4 separate regions of the Mus musculus genome follow, and all the other regions are linked to region 1. Evidence: chromatin contacts called from public promoter capture Hi-C data. All regions are on one chromosome and are shown on one strand. Each heading gives the region's core, a stretch centred on a gene start, on an enhancer-like site or on the middle of the called end of the contact. The rest is flanking DNA. Distances are from core to core; before and after follow the strand shown.

Region 1 (2,625 bases), core at 77-2,576:
TGAGTGATGATTGATGGGGGAGGGTCCAGGCCACTGTGGGCAGGGCCACCCCTAGGCAGGGGCCCTAGGTTGTATGAGAAAGCAGGCTGAGCACGCCAGGGAAAACAAGCAAGTATACTGCATTCTGCCATGATATCTTTTTCAATTCCTGCCTTGGCTTCTCTAGGCGGTGCGTAAGATAATCCCTCTCCTCCCACAAGTTGAATCTCATCAATGTTTTAACACAACAGCAAAAGGCAAACTAAGACCCCCCCCCCCAAAGAGCGGCTGACGCCCAGCCCTCCTCAGCTACCTTTGCTGCATCCACCTGGACACCTATGTGTCAGACCCCACGGACGCTGTCCTTGCAGGGTCACAGAGCACAGCCTCCTGACCCCCACCCCTACCCCATTCTCTGCCACCCTCCCTGACGCTCCGAGTCTCCAAGCATTTTTTTGCTCAGGATGATGAGGATGGTGGTAACAGAGAATGGGAAGGAGGAAGGAGGGGAAGGGAGGCTGGTGAGGAGCGGAAGCTGCAAAGGTTATTTGGGGCTTATTGCGGAAGTGGTGGGAGTCCTGAGTCCTGCCAATGAGGCTGAGCACTTGAGGGAGGAAAGAAGTGAGCCAGTTTGGGTCTGCAGAGAGGAGCAAAGTAGAGTAGGGTAGGCTGGGCTCTGGCTTCAAGTGTAGCACAGAGAGATGCTCAACCCTCTGGTCTTGCCTCACAGAGCTGACATGAGCCTAAAAGCGAAGTAGCAACTCGGGATTTATTATTATTATTATTGTAATCATTTCTAGGTAAACTACCCTAAGCACACATCCTGTGAGCAGTGGTTGGGCATCCTGGACTCTCAAGGGAGCCTCTTCTGTGTCTATACCACATCCTCACTATTGAGGCTCCATTAATCCGTCCACCCTCTCCTAGATTGCCAGGTCACATTCAATTAATACGTCAAGAAGAAAGCTGCTGAGTGGGCACTGAGTTGACATTTGCTTCATAAAACTCCTTTTCTAAGGAGCAGGAAGGAGGAGCCCTAGAGTCTGGTGAGGCTGGCTGTGACCCACAGCTACAGCCTCTGAGCCTTTTCACATGTGGTCCCTTTAGTTTGGGGCAGCCACCGCCTTGAGACCCTCCCATCCCAGTACAGTGTGAAGAAGGCTCCTCTACCAGTGGATTTGGATGCTTCTTCCTGCTTCAGGACAAAGGGGATTCTCTGCAGTTGCCCTATCAGCCCCAGACCACTCACTTAAAGTACCTGCCGGTCTTCCTCTGCAGGCATTTGTCCTTCCACACTGGGACATGTGTGAAGTCACTGCTGTTCAGCACAGTTAGGCAGAGGGACTGGCAAGTGGAGAGGAAAAGGAAGACAGTGGGGGAGGGCAGGGCAGGGCAGGGCAGTGGAGGGGAGGGCAGGGCAGGGCAAGGCAGGGCAGGGGAGGGGAGGGGAGGGCAGGGCAAGGCAGGGCAGGGGAGGGCAGAGCAGGGCAGGGCAGGGCAGGGGAGGTGATTGAGGCTTCAGGAAAGCACAGCGAGGGAGGACAGGGTGGGCTGTGGAACTGTCCTCAGAGGGGTCAGAAGGAAGAAGCACATGTGTCCTACCAGTGGCACAGGAAATACCTTTATATCTTCAGCACTGGCCTAGCCTGGATCCCTGTGCCCTTTGTATTCCCAGCATTCTCTGCTTTCCCAGCAGCCTGTTTCTCCCATGGGTCTCAGGGACAGAATTCAACAACCCTTCTTTTATCTACTTAGAGGTAACTGAAGTTTTAGACAATGGAACAGCATATTCACACAAAAATACACACAGACACACAAACATACATCCACATCCACACACACCCATACAAATATGCACATAGCCAAATATGTTCACACACATACACAGGCATACACACACACACATGCAAGCACAAGTACATGTGCCCATAGGCTTCTACACAAACACATATACACATGCATATACAAACACAGTGAGGTTTTAGAGGAACACTATCTACAGGGAAATAAAACACATTCCAGCATTTTCTTCTGACAGCCTTTACTGTCTGGAAGAGCCTAAGAGCTGTCGAGGGAGCAAGCACACCAGCTCACTGCTACTAAACTTAAGAAATGGGAGATAAAGAGAAGAGACAGCTTGGCTTCCACCTTTGTCTTTATGATTGTATTTCCATGAACATAGAACTTTAGTTAGAAGCAAAACCTTTAAACAGTTGGCCCCTCCCCATCCTGACTGTGACTTTTCTCTCACCTGTATCCTCATATGGGACAGTTTGTAGAGATCTGATCTTGAGAGGGGTTTGTTTATCTCTGGTCTTAGTGTGTGAGCTTAACCCCTCTCCCCCGCTTCCTCTCTGACTGCACCTTAGCTTATGGTGAGAGCTTACAGCTCTTCTGAGACCCTTTCTGCTCCACTGTGAGCTCCCATTAGGAAGGGACACTGTGATGCTTATTTTGTATCCCCTTATGTGACAGCACTTGTCACATAAGCCACCTCACCAATTTCTCTGACTGTGTAATAAAGACACCGAGTACCTTTGGTTCTGTTCAAACATTTGGCAGGAAGGTCCCACCCCAGTCCCTCTGGGCCCCTATGCAGGCTGGGCCCCATGGATGTCCTCTGAGCCACTCCACAGGATCTCTGTA
Region 2 (2,625 bases), core at 62-2,561, 230 kb after region 1:
AGGGCACCGCCATGCTCTGTGACCCTCAAAGGCTCCCCGTCGTCCATGAAATCATATTCACAATCCCTCTGGGTTTGCTTTGTTTTAAAAACAGGGTCTCCTCTCACTCAGGCTGGCCTGGGACTCATATGGTGCCTTTCCTCAGCCTCCTGAGTTTTGAGGTCGCAGGTGTGAACTTGCAACCCCTAACCCCCAATCCTTATTACATCACTGAAGGTCCCCAATTTGGGGTCCTCATGACACTTCTCTGCCTCAGACGCGTCACCACCTCCCGGTTCCCTGACCTAGCAGGACACAGCTTTCTGCTGTTCTCTGGCCTGCAGCCTTTTCCCCTGGAGCCTAGACTCATCACTGGCCCTCCTGCCACCTTTAGCACTTGGCTGAAAAGTCTGCCTGACCCCCATCCCCTCCTCAGTCTGTGACTTGCCCTGGGTTCCTTAGAACGCAGATAAATGAGGCTGGGGACCTGCGTGGATTCTGGATGCAGTGTCTGGGTGCAGCCAGACACTGGGTGCACCTTCCCTCTGTGTACTCAGGAGAGCAGGCAGCCCAGCCCCCACCCACTTCAGCAGCAGCCGCAGAGCCACTCAAGGGAGATAATGGAGCCAGAGGGCTCTGCAGGGCTTCAAGTGTGACTCGAACCCAAGGGATTACAAGGACTATTTTTAACTCCCCACATCCTGACCGAAAAACAAATCCCTCACACACCCCGCCAATTCCTATCAGGGGGTGACAGGGCCTTTTAAGAATGTTCTCCTCCTGGAAGTAGCGCCAGCCAGTGTTGATGGCTGATGGCGGTCCCTCTGCCGGGAAAGGCCCTGAGGTCTCCGCTCCAACCACTGCCAGCTTCCACTATGTCTGGCCGGGTCTCCACAGCTCCCAGAAATAACGGTTTGCTTGTGGACACGGTTGTCATGTATTTTCCAGGATAGCCAGATGTGATCACAGCAAATGCTGAGAAAGGCCACACTCGTTCCTCTCCTTAGCCCCTCACCCAGTGCCCTCTCCTGGCCCTGGCCCTTCTCAAATAAGTGAGCCCCGCTAGAGCTCACCTCCAGGGGTCAAAGCTGAGGCACCTCTACCACAGGGAACTGGCTCTGTGGGAGCAAAGGCAGATAAACTGGGAAGGCATCTGAAAGGAACATTCATTAGCAAATATGGAGAGCTTTGCGGCTTCAAGGGTTCCTAGTTGCACAAGGGAATAGGGGGAACATTGCCCCTATCCCCCCAGTATCCACAAGACAGCTTCTCATGGCAACCAACCACCATGACCACAAGGAGATGAGAGTTTCCTCCCTCAGGCCACACTCTGCTTGTCACCAGGCCCACCTGCGTGGGTGTCAGCGTCTTTCTTTTGTATCTCCTGCAGAGGATGGCTCCCAAGGCTTCATGCATGCAGGCAAGCGTTCTACCTCACAGCGACAATCCCTGCTCTAAGTTCAGTCACTCGCTGTCCACCCCTCAGTCTCACCTCAGCAAGTGCCTCTGCTCGCATTCACCGTCATCACGAAAATGGCCAAGAGAATGGTCCACCAGGGGTATCTCAAAGGACAGACTCTGGTTGTGTTCCCAGAGTATTGCAAACAGCCTCTCCTGTGAGGAGCATTGAGAATCAGGAGGGAAGCAAGAGAGTGGGGGAGATGGTGGGATGGGGCATCTAGGGGTTCCTTTATCAGCCTGAGTGAGCCAACCATGTGTCCCCTTTCTCAGAGCCTCAGCTTCCTTAGCAGAGAAAGTCACCAGGAGACCGACAGAGGCCTGGGTAAAGCCAGTCCCATGAGATAAATGGACTTCACAAGCCAGGAGGTTTAAACAAATGCTGTGTTCAGCATAAATCTGTCTGCGGCTTTGTTTCTGCTTTGGCCTCTAGGGCTCCACAGCCTTCTTTCAACAAGACAAACCCTTTCCAGGGAGGCTATATAGCCCTAGAAAGTCATGTGACCTGCTTGGTGCCCCTAGGACAACATCTGTGATTCCAGAATAATCTCCCAAACCCCAGAGGAACCTTCATAATCCTTAAATGCTCTCTTGAGTCTAAAGGTGGTTAGGACTCTCATTTGGGACATGAAGTTCAGCCTGCAGGAAGGCTCTTCTAGACCTTTTCCAAGACCTGTCCATCTTAGGTCCCATAAAGCCAGAAGTGACTTTTTTGAAAAGCATTTAAGGACTGGGGTGGGGGAGGGGACAGTGGTCTAGAGGCAGATATGTGCCTACCACGTGAAAGGTCACACACACGGGGGGGGGGGCAGTATAACAGACCCAGAATAATCATAAAGGGACAGACATCTGTCAGTGAATCCGAAGCATCTGTCTGTCCTTCAGCAATGGTCAGCCCAGCCCACGTGCAGACACAGAGGCTCCTGCTGGGCTGTGCTAAAATACAGGATGCAAGAAAAATGCTCTGGGCCAGAAACGTTGGCAGAGCATTGGCTAAGCTGGATGAGAGTCACCAGGCATCAAAAGGTCCGCGCTGGGCTCACTGGTCCTGTAGATACTCAAATGAGAAGTACACAGGTCTGTCAGCTCCAGAAGTCCAGTGCCCACCTTGGGAGACAGGCAAGTCTGCAAGCTAATAGGAGCTACAAAAGCCAGGGCTAGGGCATAGCTGGGAAGCTTCGTATGCAT
Region 3 (2,625 bases), core at 45-2,544, 200 kb after region 1:
TACAAACCTGTGGGCAGAGTCAGACAGCTTAAACTTGAACTCTGTGCACAGGGAACTCAGTACTTCCTAAATAAACCCTGTACATTGTTACTTGGCTCTACCGCTGGGGCCGGAACGTCTTCTCCATTCTGGGGGGAAGTAAACTAAAGCCTGCCTGCTTCACTGACCCAAACCTAAAAAATAAACAAGGGGCCACTCTCACACCTCTCCAGGCAGGCTTGGCACATTCTGCCTGTGGTGAGGCTGGGCCGGGGCCAGGCTTCCCATGCCCCAGATAACCTTAGGATGTAAACTAAGGCAGCTTCTGCATCACAGACACCTTCAGTGGGCCTAAGCCACCGAAGCATTATGGCCTTACACAACCCAGGCCTGGCAGAGTCTCTGTGTGGAGCCCCTGACCCTACTTACTTACCAGCCCAGCACAAGTCAGCATGAAACGTTAGGGCCTCTCTAGCTGAAGATCTTATTACTGGCTCGAAGAAAGGCTTGCATTTCTCCCTCCCCATTTTGAAAGAAGTACCCTTCCAAGGACCACTCAGAGTGGCTCCAGGCCCCTACAAACCTGGCTCTCCCCACAGGAAGCCCACTCAGCTCTCCATCCAAAAGATGAGGAAGCAAGACAGGACTGGAAGCACGCTAAGCTTGAGTAGCAGACAGTGGAGGCAAGTCAGGATCCACTTCGACTACTTTACTACGGCCTGCGCGCTGAGTAAACTGATGCACAGTGGAATGGGATTCGGAACTCAGAAGTACGGAGGAACTGCATATCAGACCGACCCCTTTCTCTTTGGTCCTGATATAATGGGAAACATTAGGGACCCCGCTTTCCCCCAAGAGGAAGGACCCTACAGAAGCTGGGGCAATGGGGATGGGACAGTCACGGTAGCTCCAGATAAGGAGCCATCACCCATTGACACAGGAGCCTCAAAAGCATCCGTTGGTGGTGCGGGGTTGCGAGGGACTAAGGGTCTGGGGTCAGGGTGGCGCCTACCCCTGGCTGGCCGGGTCCGGCTGCGGGAGCGGCTCCTCTGTCGCTGCAGCCGGGGCCGCCGCAGCAGCCGGTAGTAGTAGGATGGCCTCCCGGTGCTCTTCCTGGCGTTGCCGCCGGCGGACATGCTGCCGCCCGCCGGGCACCGGGCCAGGCCTGGGCGCTCACACGGGCCCCATCGGCCGCTCCGGACCGCCCGGCGGGCGCCCCGCACTCTCTCCCGCGCTCTGGTGCAGCAGCAGGCAAGACCAAGGCTGCCCTACAAAGTAGCTCCAACTCCTCCTCCTCCGCCGCCTCCCCCGCCCCGCCCTGAGCAGCCGGCCCCTCGGCGGGGGCCCGGGACCGGGAGGCTGGGCTGGCACCCGCCCGGAAAGTCAGTGCGGGCAAAATCCTGGCCTGGAGTCGTCCGGGCGACGCGGCCCGAGAGTGCCCCTGTCCCGTCCGAAGAACCCCAATAACAGCATATACCCAACAGCCATGTCTAAACTCCATATCCAACTTGGGGTGCCTGGAGCACCCTATCCCGCCACAGGTGCAGTGGTGCATGTATATATGCATACACACCAAGGCTAGGCACCTGAAATTAGAGTCTGAGGAAGGGGGTGACTGGACTGAAACATGGCCAGACCAGAGCGCCCCACAAAGCTTTGCACCTACCCCTCAGTCAGGTCGGAGTTCTGCCTGTCTCTGTTGCCTAAGATACTTAGCTACTCTTTACAGAAGGCAGTCTCCATCTGATAAAAATATGACTTTCATACCATTAAAATTATTGTGTGCATTTCAAGCGCACATAGAATACAAGGCACACCTGTGCAACCAGAGGGCTTTGCTAAGCCACTTTGCCCCATCCCCCACATAAACCACCAGAGGTGCCTGAATTTTCCCTCCCCTCTGACATTTTTAGTAGCATTAGTGAGTTTCTGAAGGTAGTAAGATCTCTACCCTACAGTGGGAGTAGAAACTGAGGCTTGGGAAAGGAATGACCACCTGCCTCTACTACCACAAGCTGAAAGACTTTCTCCAAGTCATTCTGCAGTTCCAGAAACTTCCATGGCTCCCCCGATCATAATAGCTACAAACCCAACCATCTCTCTTTGGTATTTGAAGCAACAGAAATCTTGCAAAAATCAAATCACTGGCAGCCTCACGCCAACCACCCATCCCCCCCTCAACCCTACTTGCTGCTGGCTCTCATCTCTGTCCTTCTCTTAAAATGGCCAGCAATCTGCCTGCCTCCTTTTCCCCTCCTCTTAGGTCTACCCTCCTGGTCCTAGGTAACCTCCATTTCTCTCCCCTCTCCCCAAAGCAACATTCAGACCACACCACCTACCAGTTCAAGTCAGATGGGGAAACTGAGGCCCTAAAAGATGTGTGCTCAAGTGTGTGTGTGTGTGTGTGTGTGAGAGAGAGAGAGAGAGAGAGAGAGAGAGAGAGAGAGAGAGACTTGCCTCGATCACACAAAAAGTACAAGGGCATATGGTCTTGGCCAACGGTTGTTGCATGAACTCTTATGGGAAATGGGACAGGCTAGACACTGGAGGAACTTACGGCAATCTCGAGTGGGGTAGGGTAGCCTAGGTAACAATCCAGGCCAGGTTTTTCTCCTCACAGGGGAAGCCCCCTTCCTGGCTCCTCAG
Region 4 (2,625 bases), core at 50-2,549, 140 kb after region 1:
AAAACCTGGCTGTAGGGGTTCCACCAATGTATTAGTCAGGGTTCTCTGCAGTCACAGAACTTATGGGTAGTCTCTATATAGTAAGGGAATTTGTTGATGACTTATAGTCTGTAGTCTGATGCCTTGAGGGTCAGCTGCCTCTGACTCTAGCCCTAAGGCTTCGCATACACTATAGGAATAATTAGTTTCTTAAGCCTGGAGGACAGTCTGAAGGACCAGGCACCAGGTGATCTTCTGTAAATCAAACACAGATTACAGAAAGTGTGACAACCAATGGAGAAAGACAAAAGGGAAAGTTATGCCTACAGGCCCGGACAGGCCTTAGCCAGGCCAGAGGTGATCTAGGCTCTGAGAAGCAGGAACCTACAATGGAAGGTGGAGAGCACGGGGCACAAGGTCCCTGAGAAGGCTCTCCTTAGCAGCACAGGAAGGGCCTGCCCTGCCCTGTTGGCAGGTGCTAACAGCAGCAAGGTCACATGTGTGGACAGTATCATCCCACAGCTGTGTAGCTGCACCACTGCCTAAGAGCAAGATACAGGTATCACCAGGGAGTCTCTTAAGCCACTTTTCTTCTCTGGGCCCTTGTCTGGCCAAAGGGGCATTTATGTAGTAAGGCTGGGGAAGTACCCAGGGGGCAGTGAACATGGCTAGAAGCTCTCAGGGTGGCACTGCACACCACTGGGACCAAGCCAGCTCACAGCCGGGCAAGCACAGTCTACTAAATAAACGGTAGCGGGTTCCGTTGTTTCTGCCCTGCCCCTCTACGAGAAGGCCTGGCCTGGTGCCGTCTAGCCTCCTGGACTCCAGCCAACCATACCATAAAGGATTCTTACTGGAGGGCAGGCTGTATTTGGTCAACATTCATGTTTTGTTTAACCACACAGTATATGACATTTTTAAATTTTGAATCAATTGCCAACATTTAAAGATGCGAAATTTTCAAATGTCACAAAAACCAAGTTTAGAACTTTCTCTTCCATGCCCAAAGTTCTGCCACCAAAGCCCAGCAGCCATCTCTGACCCCAGAAGGACACAACCCTACAAACTGTTGAAATTGTCACCACAGCTGTGAAGCGCCTCAGCTAGGGTTCCTATGTCACATGGGCAAAGCAGGGCCCACAACATACCAACCCTCTCCTAGGGTCACAGTGGGTTCTGACACACAGCAAAGACCTGCCAATGTGTGTGGATAAAGACTAAAACGGCAGATAAATAAGGTCAGCCCCAGCTTTACCCGCCCAGGATATCCTGATTGCAACACTGCTTCCTTGCAAAGCCCTGCCCCCAGCCAGTACAAACTGATTCACTTCGATCCTAGGCCCCTCCCACAGGTGGGTACTCTGACAGCAGGACATATGAGTTGGTAACGTTCAGCCTGTGTGTAGGTCTCTGAGATCATTCACTGTATGACCTTTGTTTAAAGGCTAGGCCTTTGGAGTGTCCAGGCAAGGTTAGCAGTGATCCTGGCATCTCTGCAACTCTGGCCAAGCCAAACAAAGATCCCCAGGACTTCTGTCAAGCTGAAAAAGAGAATTCAACAGCAAGAACTCACAAAGGCAAGGTTTCCACCGATGCTGCTTGCAGGACGCCTGCCCTGCTTTGAAGCTGGTAACCAATTCTTCCCTCTTTCTTTCCACTAAATGAAGCTCCACGGGGTTTTCAAGGTCAGAGCTGCATTGGCAGAGGCGGTTCTCTTTGTTCTTCTACCTCAGACTTGCCCCAAACACAGACAATTGTCCCCAACAACCAATTCCTGCTGGGTGGAGACAAGGACCAGGCAGGTGCTTCCTGTGGCCCCAGGAGTCCTGCTCTCCTGGATACGGATTCTCTGTGGGCCTGGCTTCCTGAAACTCCATCTCAGCATGTAGTTTTGGGAAGAAACAGCTGCGAGTCCCCAGAGTATACCCTCAACCCAGGGAGAGGTCAAGGCTCAGGATGGGCTTGGTTCCTTGCTGGTGGCTGCGGGTGTCACCTCAAAGCCACTCTCCTCTCTATTTCAGTCTCCTTACTTGGAAAACAAGAAAATAAATATCCAATTGGAGAGATTCAACCTCCTAATGAGATCCAGAGGAGCCGTGGGAAGCATGAAGTGCCCTGCCAGAGTTATTATCCCAGCACCTGGCACGGTACACGGCGTGCAGTAGGTGCTCAATGGGTATGCAATAGGTGCTCAATGAATGTGTGTATTTGGCACTTGGGCTGTCTATGAGAGGTCTGCCCTTCAGGAGCTACAGAGACAATGGTCATGGGCAAGGATTTGGGTCTAACAACCTCTACCTCTGGCCTAGTTCAGCAGTGGCCAGGCCCACATGAAGGCTTCACTTGCACATCTGTGTCATCAGTGCCAGGGACCTAGAGATGCTGCAGGACTCTATGTGTCGTGCTCTCTTGGACACTCAGTAGTTCTTACCCATGGTTAAGAGAACAGCCTACCCAACCCAGCCGAGAGGAGATGCCAGCCAGTCCTCAATAGGCTGTGTCCACCAGAGGACTTAAGAGCTGTGAGGCTGGCAGTTCTTTTGTACTAGCCTCAGGACCTTAGATAAGTACAGCAAGCCCTCTACACCCTTTACCCAGCACTGAAGCAAGCTTGCCTCTTAGACTTCTGATTCCGAAAACAAAGCA

What was found. Promoter capture Hi-C pulls out the DNA fragments that hold promoters and counts their contacts.
Region 2: a promoter capture Hi-C map of pre-B cells shows a contact between it and region 1, with 2.0 times the contacts expected there. The contact joins the enhancer-like site here to the promoter of 9030204H09Rik in region 1. A contact is called at or near these places in 5 of 39 promoter capture datasets (cranial neural crest, frontonasal cranial neural crest, maxillary cranial neural crest and 2 more), 1 of 484 Hi-C or Micro-C datasets (bone marrow-derived macrophages), 3 of 115 datasets of contacts at active chromatin or transcription factors (astrocytes, embryonic forebrain and embryonic stem cells) and 1 of 9 other capture datasets (macrophages).
Region 3: a promoter capture Hi-C map of liver shows a contact between it and region 1, with 2.7 times the contacts expected there. The contact joins the promoter of Dab2ip here to the promoter of 9030204H09Rik in region 1. A contact is called at or near these places in 14 of 39 promoter capture datasets (the 3T3-L1 cell line, the HPC-7 cell line, cranial neural crest and 8 more), 2 of 484 Hi-C or Micro-C datasets (bone marrow-derived macrophages and nephron progenitors), 2 of 115 datasets of contacts at active chromatin or transcription factors (astrocytes and craniofacial prominence) and 1 of 9 other capture datasets (macrophages).
Region 4: a promoter capture Hi-C map of pre-B cells shows a contact between it and region 1, with 3 times the contacts expected there. The contact joins the enhancer-like site here to the promoter of 9030204H09Rik in region 1. A contact is called at or near these places in 7 of 39 promoter capture datasets (the C10 cell line, cranial neural crest, embryonic stem cells and 4 more), 1 of 484 Hi-C or Micro-C datasets (the G1E-ER4 cell line), 1 of 115 datasets of contacts at active chromatin or transcription factors (bone marrow-derived macrophages) and 2 of 9 other capture datasets (adipose tissue and pancreatic islet).

The regions. Positions count from the first base shown.
Region 1 is chr2:35,817,891-35,820,515 of GRCm38.p6, reverse strand. 9030204H09Rik (RIKEN cDNA 9030204H09 gene) reads right to left here and starts at 1,326. Exons shown (of 3, transcript NR_040618.1): 1 at 1,229-1,326. The region is part of intron 6 of Ttll11 (tubulin tyrosine ligase-like family, member 11); the gene reads left to right.
Region 2 is chr2:35,586,592-35,589,216 of GRCm38.p6, reverse strand. It overlaps a transcript of Dab2ip not described here. Among named protein-coding and RNA genes, the nearest start is that of Gm13446, 29 kb to the right of the region's middle. Within about 2 kb of position 1,311, at least 30 of the 459 cell types and tissues checked have an H3K27ac peak or open chromatin away from gene starts, as enhancers often do. A contact at or near this core is called in pre-B cells, where this site is marked.
Region 3 is chr2:35,620,650-35,623,274 of GRCm38.p6, reverse strand. It overlaps Dab2ip (disabled 2 interacting protein), which reads right to left and starts at 1,294. Exons shown (of 16, transcript NM_001114124.2): 1 at 992-1,294. The coding sequence starts at 1,115.
Region 4 is chr2:35,679,130-35,681,754 of GRCm38.p6, reverse strand. The region is part of intron 3 of Dab2ip (disabled 2 interacting protein); the gene reads right to left. Among named protein-coding and RNA genes, the nearest start is that of Dab2ip, 58 kb to the right of the region's middle. Within about 2 kb of position 1,299, at least 195 of the 459 cell types and tissues checked have an H3K27ac peak or open chromatin away from gene starts, as enhancers often do. A contact at or near this core is called in the G1E-ER4 cell line, adipose tissue, bone marrow-derived macrophages and 3 more, where this site is marked.